Linked DNA regions of Mus musculus: region 2 is linked to region 1. A link is a contact called in public targeted proximity ligation data. All regions are on one chromosome and are shown on one strand. The core of a region is the stretch at or near the end of the contact, and the rest is flanking DNA. Distances in the headings are between cores, read along the strand shown. Region 1 has its middle 27 kb from the start of Fxn. Region 2 holds the start of Pgm5 (phosphoglucomutase 5).

Region 1 (2,700 bases), core at 95-2,594:
TCACAAAAGCTGAGAAACCCAGATCATGCTGCAGAGCCTGCAGGCAGCTCTAAAGGTTAGAGAATGTCCTTTCCAAGAGACTCCGGTCTCTTCCAGGAAGCTCAGCTGTTCCTCCCAAGTAGCTGGTCTGGTCTCAGAGTCTTCTTTGCATCTTATCTGAGAGAGATTCTCAGCTTTTATTGCTTACTCTGGCAAGGAGGGGCCTAGTGAATCTGCTCAGTTTCCGGAACTTCTAGAGGCTTTTCTGAGTTTTTTGCCTTCCTGTTTAAGACCTTTCTTATATAGTGGAATGTTTTAATCTCAGAGGAAACTGTTATACAACAGGTATACATTCATACACACACACACACAATATATATATATATATATTCACCACTCATTAGACAGAGGCAGGTGGATATCTTGAGTTTTGAAGCTAGCTTAGTCTATGTATCAAGTCAGAACAACCAAGGCTACATAGTATGACCCTGTCTCAAAAAAACAAACAAACAAACAAACAAAAAAAGACAGGTGGAAGAGTGGCTCAGCAGTTCCTAGCACCATGTGATAACTCATAAACCTGTCACTCCAGTTCTTGTGATATGACTCCCTCTTTTGGCACCAGGCATGAACACAAGCACACTGGCATGTGCACACACACACCACACAGACACATACATACACACAAAAAAAGCAAAACACTGATACACATAAACTTCTGAAAAGAAACATAGTATTTGTTACAGAGTCGCTTGACTCCATCTTGAGCTGAACATGGAATTTCTGTGTCCAAAAGGATTTTGTTCACTTATTTTTACAAATGTTAAAGTGTTCAAAATACAATATTTATTTATTTATTGTTTATTTATTTATTTATTATTAGAATTTGGCATATCTAGAAAAGGCTAGAGGAAGTCAGAACCATTCACTGTGTAAAACCAGGGAAGAAATCAACAATTCCAAATTCTTCATTAGGTCAGGGTCCTGAGTTGAGATCACATCTGCTACAGGTGTTTTAAGTCAGAACTGCTGTGTTTTGTAACTAAGGAGCCCAAACCTAGACTTGATTAGTGAAGACTTACAGGTGTGTATGAGTAACAGCGTTCTAGCAGCCAATTGGCTGATTCTAGCATGCGTGCTATTTGGCTTGTAAAAATTTTATAAATATTTCTTAAATCCAGCCTCCTGGTTCTCGGAAATCAGTTGCCTTCATCTGATTCCAAGACCTGTTTGAACAAATAAACACCTTCTATTTCCCCTTACAAGATCACACACTTAAGTGTCAGCTGCCTGTGGATAGATGCAGAGAAAGCAGGTCCTGCTGTGAGTTTAAAAACCAGCTGGTAAGGTGTGTCTTTGAGCTAAGAAAGGCCCACACCGCCACCCCCACGGAGCCCTTAAGTAACCATCGCCCAGCAGCTGCTAATGAGGGCCCTCTTTATTCATCAGCTTTCAAGACAGCTTTTCCCAGGGGCAGTTTGCCCATTGAGCGTGCCTCTCCAGTGCTTTAGGGGTAGGTAAAACAGGGTTTCCCTTGGAGGACAGAGTCAGACACACAGTACCAGACCCAGTGACAGAAGTTCCAGGGTCCCCCACCAGCCAAGGGGGAAGTGAGAAACAGCCACCGAATTCCTTCCGGGAGAATTTGAAAGTCTCTGGATGACCTAAGCACTTTCCCTTCTCCCAACCCCCAGGGCCAGCTCAAGCGGCCAAACTTAAGACTAGAGCTCTATAATGCCAACGTCATTTGCTTAAATAAATCCTAAGAGGAAAGAGAGACCCTAAAACCTCTAAGGTTAAAAAAACAAGTAAGCAGGGGGCTGGAGAGATGGCTCAGTGGTTAAGAGCACTGACTGCTCTTCCCAAGGTCCTGAGTTCAAATCTCGGCAACCACTTGTTGGTTCACAACCATTTGTAATGAGATCAGATGCCATACTTCTGGTGTGTCTAAAAACAGCTGCAGTGTACTCATATAATAAGTACATCTTTTAAAAAAAAAAAAAAAGCAAATAAGTTTAGATTTAGAATTATAGTTTGTTTTATAGCCCAGACTGAGTTTAAAACAATCCTCCTGCCTCTGCCTCCCAAATGCTTGGATTGCCGGTGAGCCACCATGCTTAGCAAGAGTTAACATTGTGATGCAGAGCTGCCCAGACTTTGCATTGCACAATTCAGGATGCCAATTTTCAGACACGACAGTAACTATGATGATGCCACCAGACCCTGCATAGGCCATCTAAAGTATGTCCACCTCATCCTGCTAGACCTTGACTTGCCAGTCCACTCACAATCCATCGGGTTCCACAAAAAACACCCTCCGGTCTGCCTCAGCCAGTAACTTGCTGATCAGGCACCCCTGTTAAACATCCTGAGTGCTTAGGCCAGAGAAGGCTGGCTCCACCCTCTCCCTCCATTCTTGCACTACACAGTGGAGAGGTGGCTCAGTGGTTAGGAGTACTCATTATTGCTTCTGCAGATTTTGTGGTAAATAGTATTGGGGGCTTCTAGCCCACCTTAGATCATTTAGTTCCCAAAATAAAAGACACAAAACCTTTCTATTTATAATAAGCCTTAAAGCACTAAAGCTGGGCAGATATCAACCCTCTATGTTATTTTGTCTACTCTCCCATCAATAATCCTGAGATACCAGTTGCCACATTTTGTCTGGGCTGCTCCTACTCTAACTGGCTGGCCCTCGTGGCCATGTGCTCACCATCCACC
Region 2 (2,934 bases), core at 19-2,518, 610 kb before region 1:
AAGGACGTGCCAGCCTTGGTGCTTATGAAGCTGGCCTGCCTCCCTTTCCCTCCTTTCCCATTGCATTGAATCTTGGGAATTACTCTAGTCCCACACCTCCTGCGAAGCTTTCTCTGCTTTGTCCTCTGTCTCTCCACACACTGTAGATGGTTGGGTTCACAGCCGTGTGCCGAGCTCAGTCCCCACCCCCCCCTTTAATTCCCTCCCTTTTCACTCCTCTCTATATGAAGATTTTCCTGGTTTTGGATTTGAGGAGGATCAGAAAGAAAGGCTTCAGGCAAGGGGGCCAAGCACAGTAGGTGGCACCTCACCTTTGTTTCAGTTGGCTTCGTTCATTCATTCCTGGTGGACATTAAGTGCGTTTTAATCGCCTACCGAAAGTATTTTATCCAGAGTTCGGTAGCGTGGACAGATGCAGTGTGAGGGAAGCCGATTTCTAAGCAGATGTGTAGGAAGGACAAGCAGGAAAAGAATAAGAAAGTATGTGTTTGTTGCAGTTACAACAACAATGAAAACAAAACAAAACAAAACAAAACAAAACAAAACTCCCACCTGGAGAGATGCTACAAATGTAGATGCTGGGGTAGGTCCTGTGGACTAAAGGGGCCGACAGGGTATGATTCTGCACAACAAATGTTCCTGCTGAGTGTACACACACACACACACACACACACACACACACACACTCACACACACACTCACTGCCCAGCCTTCAGTTTCACCTCTGGCAGAGCCTAACAATTCTCAGCTCTCCTTTCCAGGGTTATTTTTGGCTAGGGCTGTTCTCTGATGGCAAAAGGTTTTAGCCCCCTCCCACCTCCCTCTCTGTCCTTACTAGGGAGAGAAACTTGCACTTGAGCTAAGCAGACTCAGGGTGTGGGGAGAGAGGGCTGTGGGCTAGGCCCCTGGCTAGCTCAGACTCCAGTGCCAGGCTGTCTTCTAGTGGAGAGTGGGCCTCTGGAGGAGCTGGAAGGCTGAGTCGGGGCACTGGACTCAAGAGTGTGGTGTGGCTGGGGACACAGGAGCTGGTCCTAGAGCTTGGCTTTGAGACACTCCCAAAGTCAGGCGAGCTGGGGAAAGGAATTGAGGACAGCTGGGCGATCCTCTGGAAAAGAGCTGGGCTGCAGAAAACTATCTGAAGGTGGAGGCAGACTCCACTCTGGGACGTTGAGGGGGACAATCCGAGAGTAGCGACGGGAGGGTGGAGAGGGGCGGGGAGGGCGCAAGGCGGAGCCGGGAGCAAGGCCAGACCGCGGGGGCCCGGGAGGGCGGCAGATCCCCGAGGCTCCCGCAGCCGCGGCAGGACCGGCCAGCGGCGCCATGGAGGGGAGCCCCATCCCAGTGCTGACGGTGCCCACGGCGCCCTATGAGGACCAGCGGCCGACCGGTGGCGGCGGGCTGCGACGGCCCACAGGGCTCTTCGAGGGCCAGCGCAACTACCTGCCCAACTTCATCCAGAGTGTGCTGTCGTCCATCGACCTGCGCGACCGTCAGGGTTGCACCATGGTGGTGGGCAGCGACGGCAGGTACTTCAGCAGGACGGCTACTGAGATCGTGGTGCAGATGGCTGCGGCCAATGGGGTGAGTGACTCTCACGCCCCGGTTTGCGGGGTCTCCACACCCTGGTCACCTCCCTGTGCTCTTTCCAGCTTCCCACCCGGGCGCACTGGCAGCCACTAGGCACAGTGGGACACTGGCCTTAGAGGAGCTGCTCTTCTCAAAGCCCCTGGGCTGGAAACTTAGGCTTCTCCGGCACCTGTTGTACTTTCTGCTGTATTCGTTCTGCATCCATTTTCCACTCCATCACAGCCTTGGGTGTCCCGTATTCCTCCAAGCGATTTATTGCCCACCTCCCTACACAGACTTTTTTCGAGTCTGCCAATATAATCTCACTCCGGTATTCTTTTATTCTATTTATTATTATTATTATTATTATTATTATTATTATTATTATTATTATTATTGCCGTAATCCTCTCTCTCCAAATCATAGCTGCCAAATTTTAACAATTATCTGCGTGGGCACACTCCAGTATTGAACCATGTGCTATTTGTCAAGACTGGGCCCCAACACTTCACTCTAGCCCAGTGGTCCTTTAGTGGTGACTTTGATTGGGACAGGAATGGTTTGGATGATTTTGGGGGCTTTGCAACCTTGGCTCTCAGTTCCCAGGAGGTCTCTAAAGGATGTAAGTGAGACTCGCAGCAGCATTCTTAACGCAATTCCTATCGCCCCTCCAAGATGCCTTCAGCATTGACCAGCCGGTCCTCTTCCTTCCCATCTGCATCCTCATTCTCTCTCCCTTCTAAGACCTCTGCAGTTTTTTTCTGCAACCTTGATTCTTAGACTTTGAGTTTCTTTCTGTCTGCTCCCTCTTCCCTACCCTACAGACAGAAGCACCCCCTTAAATGGTAAATCCATCCTGCTCTCCCCACCCCTGCTTAGCCCCAAATCTAGTTACCCAAACTTGTGACTAGCAAACTTTAGGGGGGGGTGGGTCTCTGAATTATCTGTAGGAAGTTTCCAAAAGTCATTTGAGCCTGGTGAACGCGATCAGATCCACACCCATGAAACTTTACCTGAGTGCAATCTCTTGCCGATGTCCATCTTTAAAAGTGAAAGCAGATAATTACCTGTCCTGTGGATTCTGGCCATTCCACCCCTCTCTCTCTGTTTTCATTTCTCCTTAGTGTTTCTTCATTAGGGCCGTCTATGCTTCATGTTCCCTACTGTGATTTTTCTCTTCTCAGCGTTTTAGGAATGGCATGGAGGAAAAGGTGTTTTGTGAGTTTTTTGTTATTGTTACTTTGTTTTTTAAGACCCCAAAAGCAATCACGGGAAATGGTCCCTGGAGTTTTAGAGCAGATTCCAGGCTGGTATTTATCTCTGGCTCTTCACCTGGGATTGATGAATGTTGGCTGGAGTTCTGTTGGT

The links.
Region 2: a targeted proximity ligation map of embryonic stem cells shows a contact between it and region 1, with 3 times the contacts expected there. A contact is called at or near these places in 1 of 39 promoter capture datasets (cranial neural crest), 5 of 130 datasets of targeted methods (bone marrow-derived macrophages, embryonic stem cells and pro-B cells) and 1 of 9 other capture datasets (embryonic stem cells).

Annotation. Positions count from the first base shown.
Region 1 is chr19:24,252,730-24,255,429 of GRCm38.p6, reverse strand. No RefSeq gene overlaps it. Among named protein-coding and RNA genes, the nearest start is that of Fxn, 27 kb to the left of the region's middle.
Region 2 is chr19:24,860,176-24,863,109 of GRCm38.p6, reverse strand. It overlaps Pgm5 (phosphoglucomutase 5), which reads left to right and starts at 1,268. Exons shown (of 11, transcript NM_175013.2): 1 at 1,268-1,581. The coding sequence starts at 1,321.